5 separate regions of the Mus musculus genome follow, and all the other regions are linked to region 4. Evidence: chromatin contacts called from public HiChIP or PLAC-seq and promoter capture Hi-C data. All regions are on one chromosome and are shown on one strand. Each heading gives the region's core, a stretch centred on a gene start, on an enhancer-like site or on the middle of the called end of the contact. The rest is flanking DNA. Distances are from core to core; before and after follow the strand shown.

Region 1 (4,629 bases), core at 1,872-4,371, 370 kb before region 4:
GGCCAGCCTGATCTACAAAGTAAATTCCAGAACAGCCAGGGCTATACAGAGAAACTCTGTCTCAAAAAACCAAAAGCAAAACCCAAACCAAAATAAAACAAAAACAAAAACAAACAAACAAGCAAACAAGCAAATAGGAAAGTCGGGGCCTGTTTCCATCCTCTCTAGATACTAAACACAAACTTCAAATTAAACAGCTGGGTTTCTGTGCTGTGAACATCTGGAAGGAAGCACGTGGGTTGCTGACTGAGCTTCCTCACGATGCTGGGACAGGAGTCAGGTTTGCCTCGTTTCTCCAGTTAGATTGACCAATATAATTCCAGATCGACTGAATGAGTGCTACGGTGGTACCCCAGTTCCCTTCTAAATTAGAGCACGTCTCCTCCACTCACTCCTACACACCTAGGACCTAGGACATCTATTCTTTGACCCATTGATGTCACTAAGACACTGAGAGAATCCTGGCCTACCCTGGCAGGTGTGTACGCAAGGTTCACACACTTGCCACAGGTCCTTGGAGAGAACAACGAGAATACTGCTGCACAGCACCTCCACTTTCCTCATGAAATGAGGGAGCTACTAGAGAAGGCTAGCTCCCCTGACTGACTCGCTGCTGCTCGTGAGGGAGTGAGTGCCCTGGTGGCTGAACTAGGGTAGGAAGTGACATCAGGGTCTGTGCAAACCTTGGCTGGACTGACCTTCTTGGAGCAAGGGTCACAACCTGCACAGTTTGCTTCTGAGGTACAGGAGGACTCATGGAGTCCAACCAGGGCTGTAAGCAGGTCCTGAGCCCGCAGGTCTGTCCTGCTTGTAGCTCAGGAGCCAAAGGAGATGAATCCCATGATGAGAAGACCCAGGAGAAGTCACTGAGCAGTTAGTGTGTAGTAGTAGTAGTGGTGGTGGTGGTGGTGGTAGTGGTGGTGGTAGTAGCGGTAGTTGCAGCAGTAGCAGTAGTAGTAGACATGGGCACTGTACTGGGGAGTAGAGCCCCCAGCATAGACACTCACGGTACACCCTGATGTTGAGACTCTCCGAGTGCTGCTTTCCCGAACACGTGAAATGGCAAAAGAAGACCGTGTCTTTGGAGACGTTTGAGACTAAGAACTGTTTCCACTTCCCTTGAGGATGCTCTTCCAACATTATTTTATTCGTGGGCGTCTCCAGGCCGCCCATGTCTGGGGCTGCGCAGTTGGTGCTGCAGTTGATTTTCCAAGACTCTGTGGCTTCTACTATCTGCTTCTCGGACCATATGTAGACCTCAAAGGCCTTCTCACCAGACCCTGTAAAACCAAAAGCACTTGGCAGCAGACGTCTCTGATGCCTGTCCTTGGGGCTCTCTATTACCAGTGGCCCAAGGAGACAGGTCACCTTTGGTTGGCCCCTTTCCTCCAGTCCCTTTATCAGTCAGCCCTAGGTCAGTCTTCCTCAAGCCTACTTTCGGCTTCCTTAAGCTCCCGTACAATGTTCCCTCTGTCATGAAGACACCTCTGAGAATGGAGGTAAACTCTGAGCTCACATCACCATCGAAAACTGACAGGATGCCCTCTGGGTGGCGGCAAAGCTCCAGGGAAAGAGAGTAGAGGTAGTGGAGGGACTCCATTTTTAATAACGTAGCTAATAAGAGATGTTGAAGCAAAGACAGAGGGAGGTAGAGAACCTTTCATGCGCTGTGGGAGCACCTTGCAGATAAACGGAGCCGCTGGCTCGCAGACCTGCCATCGGGAGCATGCGTTCATGAAGCAATGGAGAACGGAGATGACCAAACCTTAGCAAGGAAGAGGAATGGTGGAAATAAGACCAGAAAAGCAACAGGCCACCATCAAAAGGACCTGTTGCATAAAGCTCATAATTTATGTTGATGCTCTGTAGACATCGTTGGAGCCAGGACATTTAGGCTGGGCCTGAGTTTCCCATGTTTCTCTTTATGGTGACTACACAGCTCTATGCAGGACAGACATTTGGGATGTACCTGGTGTAAGACAATGGGGCCCTCGGTATTCACCTCCACTCTGTGAGGACCACGATGGTCCTGGATCCTGGCTAGCAGGGTCCCTACACATGGCTTGTCTTTCTCCCTCCCCACTCAGCCATCAGCTAGTGACATTCAATTCAGCGGCAAAGGAGGGGCTTTCCATGTAGATAGTGCTGGACTTGAACTTTCAACGTTGGTTATATATATTCTTTCTGTGAGCCTCAGTTTCTTCACTTGTTAAAAGGGATCATGTGCCCTCCCCTGGGTCCTGAGTGCAATTAGGCTTGGAAGCGTTTGGCAGGTTGTCTAAGACATAGGACACTCAGCACGTAGAGGCTGTGTCCTTCCAGGTCTCCTTGACCCACTGAAACAGCTTTCATTTTCATTTTGTTCTGCCAGTGAGCACAGTATCATCGGCTGCCCTCTGCTGTCCACTAGGCCCCTTTGGCATGCTGCCTCATCTCCGCTTAGCCCCTGGCATTCCTTCTGGAGTCTCCCATTTACCCACTGTCCACCACCCCCAACGTCGGTAGCCTGTCACATCAACATTCATTGATGAATGTTTCATCGACATTCCCAGATCTCTGAGTTTGTTCCCTCTAGTATCCAAAAGGCCTTGATCCTAGTCCTTAGCCTGGGGCCATGAGAAACCAAAGCCAGGCTGACACAGTCTTCTTTACCTATGGTGGAGAGGCCTCTGTGGCCAGGATGTCCCCTTCCCCCACCCCGATGCCTGAGGAGTATTAGTACTTCCCACCCTAAGATGCCATGTGCTGAAACCCCTGGGAGCTGGCTTACCTGGGCTGTAGAACAGGATAAGAAGAGACAGGCTCCAGCAAGCAAAAGAAGACATCTCAGGTGGGGTCTGTGGGGTCTGTGGAGTCTATGGGCTTCAGGGGCACAGCTGACGGCTGCCTGGAGGGTTAGGGAGAGATGTCTGCTACAGGTCGGGGAGTGAAGCCTGGCGCTCCCAACTGAAATCCACAATCTCCTCTGTGCCAGTGAGCTCATTTCCTCTAATTATCTGAGATCAGGAAACAATATGCACAGACCAGCTCCCAAGCCTTTAGGGCCTCAAGAATTCATGCAGAGGAAGCCAGGAAGCAGCAGATAAGCAGGGGTGTAACAGGGTTCTCTCACGTTGCATGCTCCCTGTGCGGGGATAGGAAAGCAATGGGAAATCACATGCAGGAAGTGTGTGTGCATGCATGAATGTGTGCAAGCTTGCATGCACTTACGTGTTTTGTGTGTGGGTGGGGGGAGTGTACATGGAATTTCTTTAACTGTACATTGGGCAGAGTGAGGTCTCCAAGATTCAGATCAGGGGAACTCTGAATTCTACCAGGCCTCGGTTGGCGTCATCTCTGGAAAGATGATATCCAAAGTTAGAACGCAGTCACATAGTAATCTCTTGCTAATGCCCTGCGTATATCTGCATGTCTCAATGTCTCATTTAGTTTCCAGCAGAAGCCTAGCCCTAATTCAGCCAACACAGGGCTCAGAGATTGCAAAAGGGCAGCCCACAGTCGTCTCCTGGGGCCCAGGAGGTCAGGAAACAGTGCCTACAACCTATTCCCAAACCCTAGACTCTTTCCTGGCCTTGTCAGTTAGTGCTTTCCTGTGCATCTCCTTACTTCAGGCAGGACCTTGGTCTTCCTAGCCTTCCTTCCGGGCACACTTCACCACAGGCAGAGAACTTTGGATACACGGCCTTCCCAGGAGGCACTGTGTTCACCATATTTAGTCAACCTTACTGTCTTAGTTCTGTCTTAGAACCTGGGGGATAGGCAGGGCAAAAGCAGGCCTCCTTGCTTTCTCGGTAGAATCCCAGAAAGGGCCTATCCAAAGGAAGCCCCAGGGTTTTGAGGGCTCATTATTGGAGCTCAGGAAGCCACCTGCAGGACCAGCTCCCAGTCCATTGTGTCCTCCAGATTTCAAGTAGAGGAAGCCTCAATGGCTCAGCCAGTGACCCTGTGACATCCTGTCCTTCCCACAGTGCTGAGTAGTGGCTGTTGTATATAGCTATCTAGTGCAGATGTTATCAGCCTGGATCAAGGGAAGTCCCCACATGAGGCTGTTGGGCTTTGAGATTCCACCAGAAAGCGAAGACCAGGTAAGGAGAGAAAAGAGGGAGAAGGGAGAAGTGGGGTGGGGTAGAGTGGGGGGAGGGTGGGGGAAGGGTGGGGGGAGGGTGGGAGTATCTGATCACACATTAGGCTGATAGAGTCCTGAGAACAGGGGACTGGAGGGCTTCAAGGGTTTTGGGTGATAAGGTGGGGGTTGGCCTTCTCTGGGTAATAATAATAATAATAATAAATAATAATGTGATAATAATACAGCAACACAAATGGGCAGACAAACAGACACCACTTAGGCAGGGAAGGAGTTGTCTTTTCATTTTTGGAGGGGTGTTGGTGACTGAGTCGCTACGGCTTCATGCATGCTAGACACATGCCAAGAGCTGCATCCCTAGACTCTTGGTGTTTTTCCCACCCCGCTAAGTGGTCCACACTGGCCTAGAGCTCGCTTTGCAGTTCACGTTCAGAGAACTTTGTCATCAGGTGGTGTGAGCACCACAGTGTGTCCACACAAACCTAGACGGTACAGGACACTACCGTCCTGTACATAGTTAGACGTGTTATACTTGAACACAGCTG
Region 2 (5,039 bases), core at 328-2,827, 430 kb before region 4:
CCAGTTTCAGGTTAAATTCTACCAGTGCTTCACTAATGAGTCCTTAGTCTGTATCTTCATAGTTTCATTTATTGTTATTGAGATAGGGTCTTTCTTTACAGCCTAGGCTGGCCTCAAATACACACTATATAGCCTAGGCTGTCCTACAACTTATGAACTTACTGTCTCAGATATGTTAGTGATAAAATTCCAGGTGTATTACCATGTCTGTCTCTACATCAATCTCATTTTACAGATCAAAAAAATGAGGCTCACGGGGTCAAGCCCCTACTCAGTCCCTAGTGAGATTTTCCATCCATGCTTGCTGCCCCAGGCATCTAGGTCAGTGACTGCTTGGGGCTGCCCAGGCAGCTCCTGCCTCTAGGAAAGAATAGATGGATGGGGGCAGGGAGCCTTTGGAGAGGGCCAGATACTCATCTTCTTCTTCTGTTGGTTGAAGTTGTCAATGATGACGCCAATGAAGAGATTGAGGGTGAAGAAGGAGCCGAAGATGATAAAGATGACGAAGTAAAGGTACATGTAGAGGTTCACCTCGTAGTCTGGCTGCTCCTCTTTCTGCAGGATGGGGTACACACATGGAGTTTCTCTTTGATCCCCATAGTACTGTGAGGAGGATGCCCCTCCTCCCCAGGCTGCTGGTCTTCCAAGGAGATAGTGTGGTGGGGTGAAGGTGTCAGGTGAGAGTGGGGAGGACAGAATGGACCGCTATTGCTGCTCCTCCAACTTACCAACTCAGTGACCCCACTCACCTCCCGGGAGTCCACAGCTGCATACATGATGTCCATCCAACCCTTGAAAGTGGCCTGAGAGATCACGGCAGGGCATGAGGGGGAGGGGCTCCACCACACACCACCATTCATGTTCTTCCCCCACTTCCCTGATCAAGCCTGCCCCCGAGACCACCTGCCACCCCACTGGGTTCTGATCCGATGAGGCACAACCAGGCACTTCTACCCATTTCTGAGTAGGCTCAGTGGGTGCCACTCACCACCTGAAGAAGAGAGAGGTAGCCGAGACCCACGTTGTCATAGTTGACCTTGACGTTCATCCAGCGGACCTGGCCGGTGTACATGAGGCTCTCACACTCGGACTTGTTGTTGACCACAGAGATGTCGAATCTCTCGGAGGTGGTTGTGTTGATGCAGTAGTAGAACTTTCCAGCAAACAAGTTGACCCCCATGATGCTGAAGATGAGCCAGAAGATGAGGCAGACAAGGAGCACGTTCATGATGGAAGGGATGGCTCCCAGAAGGGCGTTCACCACCACCTAGGGGCCAGGGTGGTGGTTGGGGTCATTGCTAGAGCCACTCCCTGGCATCTGACAGGGGGCTCCCAGCTAAGATCAGCTAGGGGACCATGCAGGAGCTAAGCACTGCCACTCAGAAAGGGGCAGTGTTAGCCAGCCTGGGTGTGAGAGGAGTCTGCTGGGGTCTCTGTGTGTAGGGTAAATGGTAGGATTAGAAGCTACCATGCTGGTCTTCTAGAAAGGCTCTCTGCTTGGCTGGAGTCATTAAGGCAGAGTAAAGGGGCCAGGCTTCTCTGGAAGCAGCCCAGGTCATGGATCACAAAGCACAAGACAAACATTGCTTTCTCAGCCCCCATAGGAAACTCAGCCCACGTGACCCGGCTGTGACCCGGCTTGGCTCACTGCTTCTGTGAGAGACACAGAAATGGCCTAAAAAAGAAACCACCTAGATCTGTGAAGCAACAGGATTCAGGATCAGGTTCCTGACCCTCACCAGCCCCAGCCATACAGGCCTACCATGCTGCGTTAGTCTTGGCTGGATCTGAGAACCGCCACGATCCTTCTTTAGGCCTTTTGAGACCGGGTCTCGTATATCCTACGCTGGACTTGAACTTGCCATATAGCTGAGGGAGACCTCAAGTTTTTGCCACCGCCTCCTGAGCGCTGGGGTCAGAGGGTGTGTGCCACCACACCTCATGTATGAATCTCAGGGGGTTGTCCTGAGCTTACTGCATGCCAGATAAGCACTCGACCATCAGAGCTTACCCTAGCCTGAGTAGTTTCCTTTTAAGTAAGGGCTATGTCATGACCTCTGGACAGAGTTGGTGGCAGGAGCAGGGGTGGGGGCGAGGGGGTGCTGTGTTTCTTCAAATCACTCAGTTGGCTCTGAGCAGATTATTAGTGGGCAGAGGTCTCAGCACCAGGACTGGGGGCCTAGCCTTAGGCCAGCATCTTACATAAACTAGGAAGGGCAGGGTGCTTAGTCTGAGCCTGCTGCTGCCCTGGAATGAGTCTCATCTCCTGTCAGTGGGGGAAGTCCCACTGGTCGTGCCCTGTGTTTACCTGTTATTTCCTCTCTCACAGGCCTTTGGGGATCTTTTCTAAAGTGCCCCCGAACCCAAGGACATGATTCCATGCTCAAGAGGGACAGGCTCAGAACTGAAGCAGACAGAAATACTTGTTCACGTGCTCATGTTACAGGGCCCTATGGGGGGCCCCCAATCTGAGTTGGGAGCCCCCATGAACCAGCAGGTAGATCTTTCTTCCTGGTCTTGCCTCAAGCCTTCCAGGCCACTGCAGCAGCCTCTGCTGCCCTCCAGTGGTAGCAGAGTTAAGTTTAGAATCTACTAGAACCTGGGGTGGGAATGGGGTTACCTGGAGATAGGTCACAGCCCTAAACCTCAGTGTTCCTCTATCCACTACTCACCCTCATGCCTTCAAATCGGGACAGTGCCCTCAGAGGTCGCAGGGCCCGGAGCGTGCGCAGGGATTTGATGGGCCCCAGCTCAGAGTAGCCCAGCCAGTTAGCCACCAGACTGATGATGGAGACCTGGAAGAAGTGCATGCTCAGGAGGTGGAGGGTCCCTGGCTTTCTTCTAGCCTGGGACACATGAGAGAGATACCCCAGTTTCTGTGTGTCTCCTGTAGACCCCATCCCTGATGGATAATCCTGTCTTCTGGGAAGAGTAGGCTTGTGGCCTCTAGCACCTGTAGGACCAGGGTTCACCTCAATGATGTCACCTACAACCATAATTGGGAAGGACAGTACCCATCTCCTCAGGTTCCGTGTATCTATCAAAGAGCATATAAGAATTACACTGGCAGGGAGCATAAGGCTCCAGGTCTGGGCTGTCATGTCTGGGAAGGAAGAGGCTGGTCTATAGGGAGCAGTGCTAACCTGGGAGGTCTGACTGTGTAGATTCAGATAGGTCCTACCTCCCAGAGCCTGGGTTATCTAAAGGCCATGACATCCGGCTGTGTGGCCAGATCCAGGAGACTCACATCCACAATGAGGAAGTCGAGCCAGCACCAGGCGTTGGTGAAGTACACCTTGAAGCCGTAGGCCACCCACTTTAGCAGCATCTCCAGGATGAAGATGTAGGTGAAGACCTTGTCAGCATATTCCAGGATGGTTTGGATGACTCGCCGCTGTTCAATGTAGATGTCCTCGAAGGCCTGGGGACACCAGTATAACCCACAATGACCAGGGGCTCAGCAGCTGGGGCAGCAAGCTCTGTTCCCCATCCTGCCTGCTGTTGCTGGTTTCACGGGACATAGGCTGTAGCACCTCTGGGAATCTTCCATTCCCAGCCCTATCATCAGGAGGGGGAGGGGCAAGATGCCTGGTAGGGAAGGAGGCTTAGCTCTCAACTCTCTGCTGGGGGTCCACAATAACGTTATCTTCAGTTCTGACCGCCCTTAACTCCAAATTCCCAGGGCCCACCTACCTTCCTATTGGCTGAGGGGACAGGGTTTTCAAAACAAAGGGACCAATCTTTTACTTTAAGAAACTGACGTTGAGTGGGGAAATGCCTTATCTGTCGTGCAAGCATGAGAGCTGAAGTTTGGATCCCCAGAACCTGTATGGAAGCCGGGTGGCAGCAGCAGCCTGCCTGAAACCCCAGGCTTACAGGAGACAGAGACAGGGAATCCCTTAAACAGCCCAAACATCGAGCTCTGAGTTCAGTGAGAAACCCTGCCTTAATGCAAAAGATGGAGAACAATTGAGAAAGACATGATATGGAAGCCTTAGGAAGCAAGGCACCCATTCCTGCTCCCGCCCTGTCCCCTGGGGGAGGGTGCCTACCAGGGCCCCGCTGCTGAGCAAGATCATGAAGACGATGAAGGTCTCAAACCAGTTGTGCTCAACAATCTTGAAGCAGGCCCTGCGGAGTGTCCACCACATTTTCCCGCGGCCCTGGGAGATGTCCACATAGAGGCAGGGGCAGCGCTTCACACAGGCTGGGAGGCAGGACGGGAACATGTCACTGGCCTTCGGATGTTTCAGAATGCACCTCCCCACCCTCTGCCATGCTACCCCAAGACTGGGGCCCCACCTCCTCCCCACAACTGGCTCCATCTGGTTCACACAGCAGGGACTCAGGGACTCTCTACAGCCCAAAACTAAAATGCTTCACAAGGAGGCTCAGGACGCCAGCTCTTCCCATGATCCCCCATCTCAACAAGCCTAGGCTCTTTGGTAAAATGCCTCTGGGGCTCAAGTGTCGGCTCCCCAGGTAAGGCAAGGTGAGCAGAACCATTTCTGTGGTTCTCCTCTGGCCTGGGTGTGGGTGTGGTCTGTAGGGGTGGCCTCACCCTCTGTGAAACACTCCTCAGGTAGCTCCCCCTCAGGGTTCTCCTCAGCCTGCTCCTCAGGGTCCTCTTCGGGGGGCTTGTAGTCAGCTGTGCTGCAGACGGAGGAGTTCCCGTCGTACAGAGGCTGTAGTGGCTTCTGTGGGGACCACAGGGCATGTGACTCCTAGGTCCCAAGAGATCCCTTCATTCTCCCAATAGGTGGGAGTAAGGGAGACCAGAGAGAAAGAAGAGAATAGAGCAGGAGCCACTCATCCATTAGTTCATTCATTCATTCATTCATTCATTCACTCAGCCCTTATAAAACTACCACTGTGCCCTGGCAAAGGCACCCTAGTGACAAAAATGTCCTCAGTTCTGCCCTCGTGGTACGTGGCATCTAGGAAAGCACAGGGGTGACGTGAGGAAGCCTGGGGAGGAGAGTGGGGAGGACGGGAGATGGGCTGAAGGATGGCTGGGGGGGGGGCTGGTTGGCTCAGCC
Region 3 (4,557 bases), core at 314-2,813, 270 kb after region 4:
GAACTGAATGTAGTCCTGCAGAAGCAGTCACTGCTCTTAGCCCACGAGCCAGTTCTCCAGCTCTGGGTTTGTTTTTGTTTTTGTTTTTTTTAAAAACAGCCCTTGCTTCTTTGGAGACACCAGCTGTGACTATATACTGTGAATACTTTTGAGACAAGGCCCCCTGTGTCCCAGGCTGGCCTGAGATAGATCTCTGTGCGGCTGAGGATGTCCTTAAACCCATCTTCCTCACTCTGCCTCAGCGGGTTGGGGTTATAGGCTCCACCACTCCTCATGTATGAAGTGCAAGCAATCCAATCCGGCACTTCCTGCCTCTAAGGCAGGCATTTTACTGACTGAGTTACATCCCTCATGTTATTCTTCGGGCAGCTGAAGTTGAGCCAGTTGAGCCATAACTCCTACCTCAGAGAACAAACTGATGGGTCTGTGTACCTAGTCTGCCTCCTAGTCTCTTCAGAAGATGGAGACCTGCCTCTGTCTGCCTGAGTGTTCCCACTCTGTAGTTTCTGAGACCCCCAAGACTCTACTCAGTCCACCAGCACTCTAGCGTCAGGCCCCTGGATCAGTGACGCAGAACCCTGAGGCTTCCTCAGCAACTCTGTGTACCTCACACCAAGCCATTCGCGCCTTCGTGCATCTGTTTGGGTTTGAAGCTGTGGACCGAGAATTAGTCCCGAGGCTTCAGACCTGTTCTGGAGAAATGATACCCTAATCTCCCCACCCCCACCCCTTGACAAATGACGGTTTTATTTCATCTGAGTGGAAAAGCCTTTCCCTCAGGACCGATCGAGCTGTGATGCTGTGTCAGGAAGCTGAACATAAGCAGCAAAGGAGTTTGCTTTTCTTAGACACAATAAAAACTGCCTGTTCCCAAGCAGTGAGATGCCCCCAGCATTGGAAAGGTGGTTTGCCAATCTTTAGGCATTCAGTATACACTTGGTGAATGTGGCCAACTGAATACTAGTTATCAATGGATGGGTGGAGGGAGAAAAGAGGGAAGGAGAATGGGAAGGGGGCAGAGGAGAGGGCTGTCAAGAAAAAAAAAATTTGCTCACACCCCCCCCCCCGACCCCCCGGCCCGTTTCTGACTCTAGAATATCAAGATTGCATATACAGTCAAACAGCTTTGCCAAACTTGGTTTGTCAGGCAATTGCCTCACAGGTCCTGGAATGCGTTTTTTTGTCATCCGGAGTCCCCTCCCCTCAACAAGCTCAAGCTATTCTAAGCGCTAATTTATTTGTTGTTGATTTCATCACTCGCGTTCCTTCAGCCCCCTCAAAACCCTCACTCTCCCCTAGCCTGTCACCTCACCCCAAGCACACCACCCACCCGGAGCAAGAGCTCAAGGCCGTGCTGTTCTCCTGGCCCACAGAGCCCAGTCCGGACCACACATCCGACCCCCCTCGGAAAGAGGGAGAGATCCCCGCCGCTCCGTTTTGTTTCAATGGTCTGTGCAGCCAGCTATGCTCGTTTCCCCAAAGGCTGCCCCTCATTAGCATGAACGGGGGTGGGGGTGTGTGTGGGGGGAGAGGAAGCGAGCCAAAGCCCTCGCTGCGTTTTCCAGCCTGGGGAACCCTGTCTACAAAAATGACAGCTCGAGCCCTCTGGCTTCTCTGTTTGATCGTCGGATGGTCCCCCGAAGCCCCGGTGGCGGAGAGAAAAGGTGAGGTCGCTAAAATGCAGCGCCCCAGGGATTGGGAAAGGGGCGAGACGCAGGGCGGGACGAGCCAAGGGTCAGAGCCTGCGGGACAGGCGACTCCGGGTCTGCGTGCGTGCCAGAAAGCAGCGACAAGGGTCTCCCAATATTTCATGTCCCTTGGCAGCCTTTTCAGAAGGAAAGACGGGTTCAGCTGCTGAAATGATCTCGTGCGAGCCAGGCAAGCTGGAGAAAACTTTGCATGTTAAATAGCTGCATCCGGAGGAGGGAAAGTGTCAAAAGGGGTCGCGGCGCGCTGTGGACAGGCTCCCAGGCTTGGGATGGTGACACAGGCCAGCAATGGTGCGACAACTCTGGGCATTCTACTCCTCTCTCGCAGCTCTGGTATAGCCTCTGGTATACCTGAACCTTGATAACACTCTCTCTCTCTCTCTCTCTCTCTCTCTCTCTCACACACACACACACACACACACACACACAAATCAGGCAGTCTTGGCCAGGTGGTGTTTTTGTTTTGCTATTGTTAGGATATTTTGCTCATCTTACTGTCTCTGGGAATAATAGCTTCCACACCTAACTGGGCAATTTATTTTAGGTCATTTTATTGTTGTTGTTCCACACGGAAATTGAACGACTTCATTGGCATTTAACTCCACATTAGACCATCTTTTCCATGACAACAGATGGTGGTCTAGAGGGGAAGCAGCTGAGGTCAACAGTTGACAGGAGTTGGATAGCCACCAGAACTTTATCTATCGGCTATGCATGGTGTGCAGGTTTAACATAGGGAGGGAGTCAGATCCAATGGCTTTGCAAAAACACAAACTGTGTAACTAACCATTCCTGCTGGGAGAAAGCTGATTTTTTAAGATTATTCATTTGGCAAGATGCATCATTATAAAGGAAGTGCTGTCAAGGCTGCAAGGGGCACAACAAGCTCTTTAATGCAAACGAGGGAAAGTAGGTTGTGGGGCTGTGCTTGGCTGAAGGAGCACTGGGAGGTGGTGAGATTGCATCCCTGGACATGCAAAGTTGCCCAGACTTGAAGCTGTGCTCCAACCTGTATGCAGAGCTGAAGAAAATCATTAATAAAATTTAAAAAGGTGTATTGATATTCGGGAGATTTCCTAATGGGGAGGGGTAATGCTTTTATAATTACTCAGGGGCCTCTGCCTCCCAGCCAAGCTTTAAAAACCCCTTCTAAGCTGTTGTTTACTACTAAGTGGTGTCCAAGAAGCCAGATAAAAAAATCCACTCACAAATTCTTGATGCTGCCTTGCCGAGATGACAGTGTAAACACGGATGGGAAAACCAAATAGTTCTGTCGTCAGGGGCGCTTAAACAATTAGGAGAAACCTGTAACTCGAGACGTTTCCCCTCGGGACTTGCTATTGGTACTTTCTCAACAAACTCTCTCTCTCTCTCTCTCTCTCTCTCTCTCTCTCTCTCTCTCTCTCTCTCTCTCTCTCTCTCTCTCCCTCTCTCTCTCTCTCTCTCTGTGTGTGTGTGTGTGTGTGCGCGCGCGCGCGTAGGGTATAGGTGTTTAACCAATGCCACCTGAACTGTTTGGCTCTAGAATAAATAGAAGACCGTACTTTGAAAAGCTATAGTTAAAGTTTCTTAACAATATAATGTCCTCTTAGTACTAATGTTGGATTTACTTGTTTATTCTTAGGATAGTTTGACTCCGTAGTCTAGGCTTCCTCGAACTCGCAGCCAGCCTCCTGCCGAAGCCTGGTGCTACAGGCAATGGTCCTTTCGTGTAGAGCTACAGCAGGTGCTCGCTCCGACGCCCCTCTGCTCCCCTCGCGCCTCCCCTGGGCTCACGCCTCGCTTTCTCCCGCAGCCCCGCCGCCGCACCGAAAGCCCGACTCCCGGGAGACTCCAGGGCCACGCGCGCAGCCGCTGCCCGAGTTCTCGCGCCGCCCGCGTGCCGCCTACGCAGGACCGCGCGCCTGGCCCGACCCCCGGCGCCGGAAGACCGCGCCGCCCGCCGACAACCGCGCCGGCTTCCGGGATGCAGTGCACGCGCCCGCGGCGCTTCCGGGCCCGCGCCTCGCGCAGGCGGAGAACCGCGCGTCCCCGCCCGAGGACTCTCCGCGGCGCGCGCTCTCTCGGGCCGTGCGACCTCCGGGCGCGCGCGCCGCCAGCCCCGCCCACCCGAACCGGCCGCGCGCAGCAGCGCAGCCCTCTGGGACCCCGCAGGCGCTGTCGCCGGAGGACAGGGAGCCAGAGACTCAGTCCTGCGCGCGCGCCTGCAGCGCGGACGCGGACGAGTGGGAGGCCTATTGCGCCAGCGAATTCGGTGAGCGCGCTGCACCCTCCCGGGAACCCGCGCGCCCGTCCCCGTCCCGGAGCTAGTTGTAATGCTTTTTCCTCCAAACCCTGTTTTTCCAAAGCAGCGGTGAATGGAATCGTGCACGACGTGGACGTGTTGGGCGCGGGCATGCGCCTGGTGACTCTTCTGGTGGACCCCGACGGGCTGTACAAGATGAGCCGCCTGTACATCACTCCCGACGGCTTTTTCTTCCGCGTGCATATACTAGCCCTGGACTCCTCCAGTTGCCATAAGCCGTGTCCAGAATTTAAACCCGGTATCGAAATCCCGTCCCCCGAAAAGGCCATTCATCGTGTCCTTTATAATGCTACTGGGGACCTGAGTGCTGCAGCCCAGCTTCTGTTGGTCACCCCAGCACCCAACTCCCTTTTCAAAGACCAGGCGTTGAGCAGGGCCTCACATACGCCAGGCAAGCATGTCATAAGTTACACTCCCAGAATTTGTCTTTTTCAGACAGGCTCTTGATAGAAAGCCTGGCCTCGAAATTCCGGTAATCCTCTTCCTTCAGCCTTAACATATGCTGGGTTACTGGTGGAGCTCAACCCCAGCTCCTTCGTGACC
Region 4 (4,928 bases), core at 733-3,232:
GCTGGAGATGATGAAACTCGGACCTGAAATTGTTCAATTAGAAACAAACAGTACAAAGAATCAACAAAACCAAGAAAGACAAACAAGATAGACAAACACTTAGCCACACTAATAGGCAGAGAGGGCAGAGAGACAGTACCAAAATTAAGACAATCAGAGATAAAAAGGGAGACATAAGGACTCTGGGGAAGTTCAAAGATTCACTAGGTCTTCAAAAGCCTGCACTTCACAAAACTGGAAAATCTAAAAGGAATGGATGATTTTGTCGACAAATACTAAGTACCAAAGTTAAATCAAGATCAGGTAAATATTTAAACATCCCTATAACCCCTAAAGAAATAGAAGCAGTCATTAAAACTCTCCCAACCAAAAAATGCCCAGGGCCAGAAGGTTTTAGCGAAGAATTCTACCAGACTTTTAAAGAAGAGCTAATGCCAATACTCCTTAAATTAGTCCACAAAATAAAAACAGAAGGAACATTGCTAAACTCATTCTATGAGGCCACAGACATCCTGAACCACACAAAGACTTAACAAAGAAAGAGAACTTAAGGGGCTGAAGAGATGGCTCAGTGGGTAAAAGCACCCGACTGCTCTTCCGAAGGTCCGGAGTTCAAATCCCAGCAACCACATGGTGGCTCACAACCATCCGTAACGAGATCTGACTCCCACTTCTGGAGTGTCTGAAGACAAGCTACAGTGTACTTACATATAATAAATAAATAAACAAGTATTAAAAAAAAGAGAACTTCAGACTAATTTCCCTTATGAACATTGATGTAAAAATACTCAATAAAATATTTGCAAACCAAACCCAAGAAGACATCATCTACCAAGCAAGATGCTAGAGAGGCAGGAGGGTGGCCGGAAGGTCTTACAGAGCAGCCTGGTGTGACTTACCTCCAGAGGTGATGAGAGGAGCTGAGAGCAATGTTGCTGAGGTTCTGGTCTGAATACGCCGACCTGAGAAGAGTGTGCCAAAGGACTCTCTGAATCCCTCCTCCAATTACCTTCAGGCTGCATGTATAGAAGATGTACCTTATACATCTGGAACCTGTCTCTCACCTCATAGGCAGCTAGGAAGTGTGTGTGTGTGTGCGCGCGTGTGTGTGCGTGTGTGCGTGTGTGGTGTGAAAGTGTTGATCCCATTGGGTGAAAGTAAGAACACTATCACAGTTTTTGAGCCAAATTGCTATGCTGGCTAAGACAATCCATCCTCAGGATTCCGGGAGTATGTCACCAAGGTACATTAATCGGAGGTTTATAAAGAAAGGCAAACCCCAAAAGGCTACATACTTTCCACCTTTGTCCAATCAGGAGCAAGCAAACATCCTGGCATACTCTCTGCTTATGTACCTCCAGCCTACATTCGATCAAACACATCCTGTGCAGATGGGGCAACCAAGCTTGTCTAAAGAAGCAAACAAAGGACTTGTAATCTTAAATGAACAACGGCCGACAGCACGCCAGGAAGTTCTCTGTGCTCTGGAGAGTAGGGCTTACTTGTCAGAGGCATTTTTCATTTTTCTTTTAGGAGGGGGAAGGGAGATGGGGGGGGGAGAGGGGGAGGGTGAGGGGGAGGAAGAGAGAGAGAGAGAGAGAGAGAGAGAGAGAGAGAGAGAGAGAGAGAGAATATAAAAGATCCATTATCGGGGCTGGTGAGTGAGATGGCTCAGTGGTTAAGAGCACTGACTGCTCTTCTGGAGGTCATGAGTTCAAATCCCAGCAACCACATGGTGGCTCACAACTATCTGTAATGAAAAACAAATAAAAAAACCTATGGGCCGGAGTGAAAGGGAAGGGGAAAAAAGGGGGAAAGAAGGGGGAAAAAAAAGAAAGATCCGTTATCACCAAGCAGCAGCTCTAAGTGAGATAGGAGACCTTGCGGTCTGAGCAGCTGTTCCAGTAATATGAAGGACAGTTAAACCAACGAGTCATAGGTCCTGTTGAGTAAACTTGTCTAAATCCTCTCATTTCCTGTGTGTGGTTGGGAAGAGGAATCTCAGAAGCCGAGCCCCATTCTGTAGTAACTCAATTAACCATGGGCGATGGTGACTCGCCAATGTGCCTCTCTGCCGTTTCATTCAAGGGAATAAGATGCTGGCTGGACAAACTGTTACTTTGGGCTCTTACAATTTCTATCACACGTAAGCCTGATTCGATATTTTAAGAATTGACTCTGGGACGGGGGGGCCAGCACTTGGTGGAGCAAAGGCAGGTGGATCTCTGTGGAGCCAGCCTGATCTACACAGAGTTCATGGCCAGCCAGGGCTACCTAGAGAGACCCTGTCTTGAAAAGTCAAAGACGAAAAAACAAACAAGAATCATCTCTCAAAATAATCACATGGGAAATGAGGTTTTTTTTCTCTAATCTTCCATTTTCTCTTTCAGTTCAGAATGCTGCAGTGGATTGTACGAGGGTGGAAAATAACGGTAAGTTTCATTTCCTGAAAGTATGGGCATCAAAATGGTCAGATAGCTGACTCTGAACATGAGCGTTCACTTACTGGGATTTCTGTGTTTTTAGATCGGCAACCAAGAGCAAAGCCTTTCTATTATCTGCTAGGAGGCCAATGAGCTGAGGTTTAGAGAGGGCATTAATTGTAGCAATTTTGTTTTTCCACCTGAAACTTGGCCGGGCAAAATCTGAGATTGTTTTTTACCATGAAAACCTCCAAACTTCCTTTGTTATCACTTTTAGCTAGAAAACCCTCCCGTGATTTTTGTAAATTTTTATTAATTTATTTACTTTTGAGGCTGAGCCTCATGTAGGTCAGGCTGGCCTCAAACTCTATTACGTGGCCAAGGCTAAACTAGACTAACTCCTAAACTCTCAAATGCTGGGACCCAGCCCACCATGCCCACTCAAACCCCTTTTAAATTAATTCAGGCAACTAGTACTATGCCTAGGTAGAGCTCTACTGTGGAGTCAGAGTGCTTTGCTGCTGAGCCTGGCTTGCTGCTGCCCAGCTGGCAAGCCGGGCACACAAACTAATGACTTTTGAGGGTGGTTTCTTTCATCGGTGAGAAGGGGTGGCCCCAATCCTGGTTCCTCTGCAGTCTTTGCGGCACATCGGTCCTTCCGTGTAAGCTAACCACATAAAGTTGAAAGTGCTGTTGTGTGCAACCCAGCCTGTCTTCCCTCCCCTCCCCTCCCCATCCCGAAGCAGGCAGCTTCTTTCTGTGGACTGTTGGTGATAAGATCTTGCTACATAGCCTAGCACTCACTATGTAGCCGAAGCTGATGCTGAACTCATGAGAATCCTTCTGCTTCAGCCTGTTAAGTCCTGAGTGTGGGAGAGCACACAGTGGAGCAGTCTAGATGGACATCTTTGCGTCGGTCTGTGGTGTCAGAGTTTATTGAATAGCAATAAATTCACCAGCTATGTTGCTTCTCTTGGCTGTGATTTTCCAAGCAGTCCTGATTTCTCTTGATAGCCAGCAGTCAGTAAACATGAGTTCTTTTATTCCAATTTTAAATGTAATATTAACTCTCAGAGCATATATTACATATCTTACAGTAAACATACACATGAGTATGTATGTATACCAGCTCACAGACTGGATACCAAAGCCATAGCAGACAGAATTTAAGGAGTTTTACCAGGCCTTACTGAAGGCAATCTCACGTAGCCCAGGCTGGCCTAGAACTCACTAGGTCAGCATAGACTGACCTTGAATTCTTCATCCATCTGCCTCCATCCCCCAAGTCCTGAAATTACAGGAGAAAGAAAGACCCTGGGGAAGCAGGGGCTTCCCAGCAGGAGAGCAGAAAAGGATGTGTCACAGGATCTGAATTAAGGTTGGTTACTTAATGAAAGACTCCAAGCTACAGGTCTGCCCCTGGCTTATAGGAAGTAAAATCGATGATAAGAAAAGTTGGCAGGTCTTACCTGAAAAGCAGTGCAAATGGGAAGTTAAATCCAGTGTCAAAGTCAAACAAAAACATAGAGACCGATGTGCAATAAAGGAATTTTTATCTGGGAAAAAGCAAACGATATGGAACACAAGTGTGTAGACCCGGTGGCCTCTGGCACACCTGAAGAACAAAGGAAAGATTGGGATTGACTGGAGGGGCGGGGGGGACGGGGGACAATTTCCCTAAGGTGCTTGCTTCCACCTGGAGAAGGGGCATATTGTTTTTCTCACTACTGTGAGAAATGAAAGATTCAACTAAATGTCTGACAGGAAGCAACTGGAGGAAGGAAGGGTCAACCTGGGCTCACTGCTCAAGGGGAGATAACCTGGGCTCAAGGGGAGATAAGGCTCTTGATGACGGGTAAGTCACGATGGGAGGGGCCTGAGGCAGCTGGTCACAGAGCATCCACAATCAGGAGACAGAGGTAACTGGATTGTTAAAGTTTCTTTTATTCGCCTGATCTAATTGTCCTCTCTGAAGCTTACTGCTTCAGTCTGCTAACCCAGGCCTGGTCCTGGAAGCTTCTAGCCTCCGTACAATCTTATCTAGGTCTGGAATGTTTTCAGCCTCTGAGGCTTATGACTAAATAAGATCACTCTTTCTAGCTCTTTCTGAACTCTGGCTGGCTGGTCAACTCAGTTATTCTGGCTCAAACCCCACTCCAAGCTGACCGATTCAATCTGGCTTCTCACAGTTCCTTACTGCATTGCTCTGCTTGGTCTCATGCTAACTTTGGCAATGTGTTCTAATCTTCTGGCTCTTTCTCATTCTGTCTCCACCTGTGTCTAGCTTGTCCTCTCTCTGTAACCTGTCTCACTAGAACTGTCCCAGTAAAACTGCCTCTGAACTCCATGAACTGAACTGCCCCGAACTCCACTGTATTTCATCTCAACTCAAGGTCTCAAGCAAACTGACTGACTTGAGCTCAGAGATCTGTATGCCTCTGTCTCTTGAGTGCTAGGATAAAGGTTGTGCCGCTGTGCCTGGACCCCAACCTTTCTTTACCTGAA
Region 5 (4,466 bases), core at 1,634-4,133, 310 kb before region 4:
GCACCAAGTAACACATGTGATACATAAATATGCATCGAGGCAAAACAACCATACACATAAAACAAGCAAATAAACAAATAAATAAATTTTAAAAATGAATACATAAATAAGTTTTAAAAAGAGAGGCGTGGTGGTGCACGCCTTTAATCCCAGCACTCGGGAGGCAGAGGCAGGCGGATTTCTGAGTTCGAGGCCAGCCTGGTCTACAAAGTGAGCTCCAGGACCGCCAGGGCTATACAGAGAAACCCTATCTCAAAAAAACAAAAAACAAAAAACAAAAAACAAAAAAAAAAAAGAGAGAGAGAGAGAGAACCGGGAGCCGGGCATGGTGACACACGCCTTTAATCCCAGCACTCAGGAGGCAGAGGCAGGCGGATTTCTGAGTTCGAGGCCAGCCTGGTCTACTAAGTGAGTTCCAGGACAGCCAAGGCTACATACACAGAGAAACCCTGTCTCAAAAAACCAAAAAAAATAAAAAAATAAAAAAATAAAAAACCCTAAAAAGAGAACTGGACTTTAGAAGTTCAGTTCAAAACTCAATTTAAGTTCTATCTCAAGTCACTGGGCATTGTGGCACATACCTTTAATCACAGTGCTAGGAAGGCAGAGGCAGGTAGATCTCTGTGAGTTTGAGGCCAGTCTGGTCTACATAGTGAGCTCCAGGATAGCCAGGTCTCAAGAAAAACAAAAAACAAGACAAGAAGTCCCATTTCAATCAAACCTTTTTTTTGGGGGGGGGGGGGTGTCGAGACAGGGTGCTGGGATTAAAGGCGTGCGCTACCATGCCCGGCTCGCAAACCTTTTTAACATGACTGTCCTCTTCTTTACCAAGGAACAGAGGCTTCTATCATACTACATGGAGAATTTTTATGTGTCAAAAATTCTTGTTACAGTTTAAACTTGTGCATATATTTGTACCCAGCAACTAAATAAGACGGTAAGTCAGAAGGAAATACTGAGGAGAAAAGGAAACTCACTCTTCCACGTGTGTTGGGACCTGCAGGACTGGATCTGTGCAAAAGAACAAGAAGCATCATCAGAAGGGCTCGGAAATGTCAGGGCCCTGGAGGTTTTCCAGGACCAACTTACAAGATGTACCAACAACTAAAGCTGACCTCCACTGTGTAAGTCATGTGAGGACATTTCAGGAAACACACAGAGGCACAAAGGTACGTGCTTACAATTCTTACTAAGTGTACATAGTACAGTCTAAGGTACATAGTGGGCCGGAGAGATGGTTGGGTGGCTCTAAGCATTTGTTGCTACTGCAGAGGACCCAGGTTAGATTCCCAGAACCCACATGGCACCTCACAGCCATCTATAACTCCAATTCAAGGTGAACTGATGCCCTCTTCTAACTTCTGAGGGCACCAAGCATACATGGTGTGTGTACACACACACACACACACACACACACACACACACACACACACACACAGGTAAAACATTCATGCACAAAATAAATCTAATAAAAATTTTTAAATATTTACTTTTATTTTATACATGAATGTTTTGCCCACATGTATGTCTCTGTGCCATGTACATAAAAAGTGTCTGCAGAGGCCAGAAGAGGGCATTGGAAGCCTGGCAGTGGAGTTACAGACGGTTGTGAAATGCCATATGCATGTTGGGTATTAATGCCAGGTCCTCTACAAGAGCAGCTAGTGTTCTTAACCCATCTGGAGCCATCTCTCCAGTCCCCACCACAGGAATTTCTAAACACTGAATCATTAGTTTTTTTGTTGGGATACCTTCCATTAGGAAACACCACACTTCATAACTGATGCTAACTGGATAATAAATGCTCTTGCGGAGCTTATGGCAATCCTACTGGCTTCAGGTAATGATTTTCTTTGATCCACTAATTGTATTTCTATAAAATCTAGCTTAAAATAGTATAAAATACAAGAAAAGCTATTTGCACAAAGATGTTCACAATAGCATTATAAATTCTTTGATATGGTTAAATTATCTGTTTGGTGGAAAATTAAGGCCTCTTAAGAAGTCTAATAAAATGTTTCTTTTTGTTGGTTTTTTTATTTTGTTTTGAGACAAGGTCTGACTAGCTCTGGCTGGCCTTGAACTTACAGAAATGGCTGCCTCTACCTCCTGAGTGCTGGGATTCAAGTTCTACACTACCAGGCCCAGTGCTAATAAGCCTAAGTTTTAAGCATATACAATTTTTTTTGCTTCTGCAGTCATGTAGTCAGGTAAAAGGCACATCTACATAGGTTATAATGTAACAATACAGAAAACCTTCAGCACAACAGAAAAACACTACATGGAAAGATCCAAAGTCTAATGATCTTCTTTTTAAAAGTATGACCAAATTTCACTTTTTTTATTTTTCTCAAATTTTCTACAAGATTGGATTTTACTTTTTCAATTAGAAAGAAATGGAGGTTTGGTTTTTTGTTTGTTTGTTTGTTTGTTTTGTTTTGTTTTTTGTTTTTTCCCTTCTCTGTTTACAGCAGTAAACTCTGGCCAAATTCTTCTCCTGGGCATAACGGAAGACCAGGCTGCTGATTGGCTGGGATGGACAGTGTGGAGAGGGCCTGAGTAGCAGGAGCAGGCTGCCACATCTGAAGACCTCAGGGAAGAGGCTGCACAGTGAGGCAGCACTGCCAACAAATGCCCACAGCTATAGAGCAGAAGAGAGGAAAACGTTTTAGCAAGATTTTGTATGCAGAGTTCTAGACTCAGGAGGCTCATGGTGACAGACTGCTGTCTGATCTTCTTGTCACTTGGGACTCGCCTGTGAAGTAGTCTTTCAAGCCTTATCATATACTGCCTGTGCTTACAACAGAGACACACACCAGATGTGCTGTGCAGGTAGCAAACAAATTCACTAAAGCAAAGGACTCACAGGAAACAGGGTGAACTTTCAGTCAGTAAGCACATGTTTATCTTTCCCATTAATCACCTCTCAGTACACTCTCACAAACAGACTGATGCAAGAGACAGGAAATAAAGGCATACGACACTCACTCAACTGAAATAAAGCAGGCAAGGTGCAATTAGGGCCCAGCATCTCCAACTCAGCCTCAAAGCCAGGCAAGCCACACAAGCCAGCAAAAGCAAGAATGTCAGACTCCAAAGAAAGCACAACACTGTAAAAAGCCATCTTTTTTGCTCACTTCAGCCACTTAATGGTGCCACAGGTAAAACAGAGGGCAGAGGTACTGCTAAAACCTAGCAAATATAAAAATAAGACATGGATGTTAAAGTGTTTGAATTCCTGCTCATAATTTGATCTTTGCTGTACAATGTCTGCTCAGTCTCATGGACTTCAGAGGCAGATTTTCCTAGCTTTTTATGGCTTATCTACTGGCTCTTTGATTTTATTTATTTATTTATTTTTTGAGGCCTGCACCATAAGATACAGAATATCAGTGGAAAACACAAGGTTCCCTCTGCCAACAACATCAGTGTCCCTCTACCAACAACATCAGTGATAAAGGAATATTCTTGCTTTCTAAGGAAAAGATAAACTTTAGGGGTGTGGCCATGTGGTTTCCTTTACACTTGCTATATACTCAGAATAACAGGGTACCTGGACACGTTTCTGCTAAGGTATAGACCAGATTAAAAACTCATTTATTAAGACACCTCTGACAGAAGCAAGCGATATGCGACTCAGCTTCTGAGGGGTAACAGCAGCCTGTTCTACAGATCCTTCTCTTCTTAAAGAACAATCTGATAGCCAGGCATGGTAATATATGCATGGAGTTCTAGCACTTGGAAGCATGAGGCAGGAGATTTCAAAGTTCAAGGCCAGCCTGGGCTAGTGAGACCTTATCTGGTGCAAGGAGAATCCAAGATTTGCTCGAAAATAATACAGAAAAGAGTTGTGTATGGGGCAGATTAGCACAAAGTGGCAGAGTGCTAGTAACTTGTTAGAAACAGAATCAGGGACACACAGTCTTTTCACTATTTTTTGTATATATGCTTGGAATTTCCTACATTAATAAAGGTTAAAGATGAACACTTTTGTGACCCTCAACAAAAACAAAAATAAACATGACTTGAAACCGTGATGTGATGAAAGATCAACATGGAAAGTGGTTTTTGATTTACTAATGACAACTATACATCAGGCATGATACTTGCTTACAAGTGTCAGCTGGTGAAAAGAAACCCTGGGCAACTCCAGGGCTGTAAGCAAACACTCCTGCAACACAGGCCAGGTAAGGAAGGGTAAATACCAACCTCACTGAGCTGTTTTACTTACAGAAATAATAATAATGATTTTTTAAAAGGAGGGTTAAGTGGGTATAACTCAAGGAAAAGATGAGGTAACGCTTTGGGAAAATAGCACTGAAAACAATGCTGGGTCTCTCCCAAGGTTACCCTGGGAAGAAACCAGCCTGCTCACTGCTGCCCTGGAAGGATCAAACTCCATCCTGGGCCAGGGCAGGTGGCACTGCTACCACACTGTGCTAATCTACTCTCCCTGGTTAACCAGA

What was found. Promoter capture Hi-C pulls out the DNA fragments that hold promoters and counts their contacts. HiChIP or PLAC-seq counts read pairs in DNA pulled down with a chosen protein or histone mark. Capture Hi-C pulls out chosen DNA fragments and counts their contacts.
Region 1: a contact with region 4 is called in a promoter capture Hi-C map of pancreatic islet. The contact joins the promoter of Icam2 here to the promoter of Milr1 in region 4. A contact is called at or near these places in 23 of 39 promoter capture datasets (the 3T3-L1 cell line, 3T3-L1-derived adipocytes, the C10 cell line and 15 more), 2 of 15 datasets of contacts at CTCF or cohesin (pro-B cells and stem cell-derived epiblast-like cells), 3 of 484 Hi-C or Micro-C datasets (B cells, the G1E-ER4 cell line and the N1E-115 cell line), 6 of 115 datasets of contacts at active chromatin or transcription factors (the SCID.adh cell line, T-cell acute lymphoblastic leukemia, double positive thymocytes and 2 more) and 3 of 9 other capture datasets (adipose tissue, liver and pancreatic islet).
Region 2: a contact with region 4 is called in a promoter capture Hi-C map of liver, with 5 times the contacts expected there. The contact joins the enhancer-like site here to the promoter of Milr1 in region 4. A contact is called at or near these places in 12 of 39 promoter capture datasets (the 3T3-L1 cell line, the C10 cell line, cranial neural crest and 6 more), 1 of 15 datasets of contacts at CTCF or cohesin (large pre-B cells), 8 of 484 Hi-C or Micro-C datasets (B cells, cerebellum, cortical neurons and 3 more), 4 of 115 datasets of contacts at active chromatin or transcription factors (bone marrow-derived macrophages, large pre-B cells and regulatory T cell precursor) and 4 of 9 other capture datasets (adipose tissue, embryonic stem cells, liver and 1 more).
Region 3: a promoter capture Hi-C map of pre-B cells shows a contact between it and region 4. The contact joins the promoter of 1810010H24Rik here to the promoter of Milr1 in region 4. A contact is called at or near these places in 8 of 39 promoter capture datasets (the C10 cell line, the HPC-7 cell line, fetal liver and 4 more), 1 of 484 Hi-C or Micro-C datasets (CD4 T cells), 6 of 115 datasets of contacts at active chromatin or transcription factors (the 230-238 cell line, the SCID.adh cell line, effector CD8 T cells and 3 more) and 1 of 9 other capture datasets (adipose tissue).
Region 5: an H3K4me3 HiChIP or PLAC-seq map of the SCID.adh cell line shows a contact between it and region 4, with 13 read pairs. The contact joins the enhancer-like site here to the promoter of Milr1 in region 4. A contact is called at or near these places in 11 of 39 promoter capture datasets (the 3T3-L1 cell line, 3T3-L1-derived adipocytes, the C10 cell line and 7 more), 30 of 484 Hi-C or Micro-C datasets (the AtT-20 cell line, CD4 T cells, the CH12 cell line and 18 more), 5 of 115 datasets of contacts at active chromatin or transcription factors (the 230-238 cell line, the SCID.adh cell line, bone marrow-derived macrophages and 1 more) and 3 of 9 other capture datasets (adipose tissue, liver and macrophages).

What each region holds. Positions count from the first base shown.
Region 1 is chr11:106,379,660-106,384,288 of GRCm38.p6, forward strand. It overlaps Icam2 (intercellular adhesion molecule 2), which reads right to left and starts at 3,122. Exons shown (of 4, transcript NM_010494.2): 1 at 2,771-3,122; 2 at 1,008-1,280. The coding sequence starts at 2,825.
Region 2 is chr11:106,323,459-106,328,497 of GRCm38.p6, forward strand. Scn4a (sodium channel, voltage-gated, type IV, alpha) reads right to left here. Exons shown (of 24, transcript NM_133199.2): 15 at 4,562-4,697; 16 at 4,053-4,207; 17 at 3,248-3,421; 18 at 2,673-2,795; 19 at 989-1,267; 20 at 750-803; 21 at 418-555. Among named protein-coding and RNA genes, the nearest start is that of Cd79b, 11 kb to the left of the region's middle. Within about 2 kb of position 1,578, at least 48 of the 459 cell types and tissues checked have an H3K27ac peak or open chromatin away from gene starts, as enhancers often do. A contact at or near this core is called in B cells, pre-B cells and pro-B cells, where this site is marked.
Region 3 is chr11:107,024,306-107,028,862 of GRCm38.p6, forward strand. 1810010H24Rik (RIKEN cDNA 1810010H24 gene) reads left to right here and starts at 1,564. Exons shown (of 4, transcript NM_001372502.1): 1 at 1,564-1,664; 2 at 3,505-3,963; 3 at 4,061-4,252. The coding sequence starts at 1,589.
Region 4 is chr11:106,749,244-106,754,171 of GRCm38.p6, forward strand. Milr1 (mast cell immunoglobulin like receptor 1) reads left to right here and starts at 1,983. Exons shown (of 7, transcript NM_001033435.3): 1 at 1,983-2,146; 2 at 2,391-2,432. The coding sequence starts at 2,041.
Region 5 is chr11:106,436,113-106,440,578 of GRCm38.p6, forward strand. It overlaps Ern1 (endoplasmic reticulum (ER) to nucleus signalling 1), which reads right to left. Exons shown (of 22, transcript NM_023913.2): 3 at 978-1,011. Among named protein-coding and RNA genes, the nearest start is that of Ern1, 49 kb to the right of the region's middle. Within about 2 kb of position 2,884, at least 74 of the 459 cell types and tissues checked have an H3K27ac peak or open chromatin away from gene starts, as enhancers often do. A contact at or near this core is called in the AtT-20 cell line, the HPC-7 cell line, the N1E-115 cell line and 4 more, where this site is marked.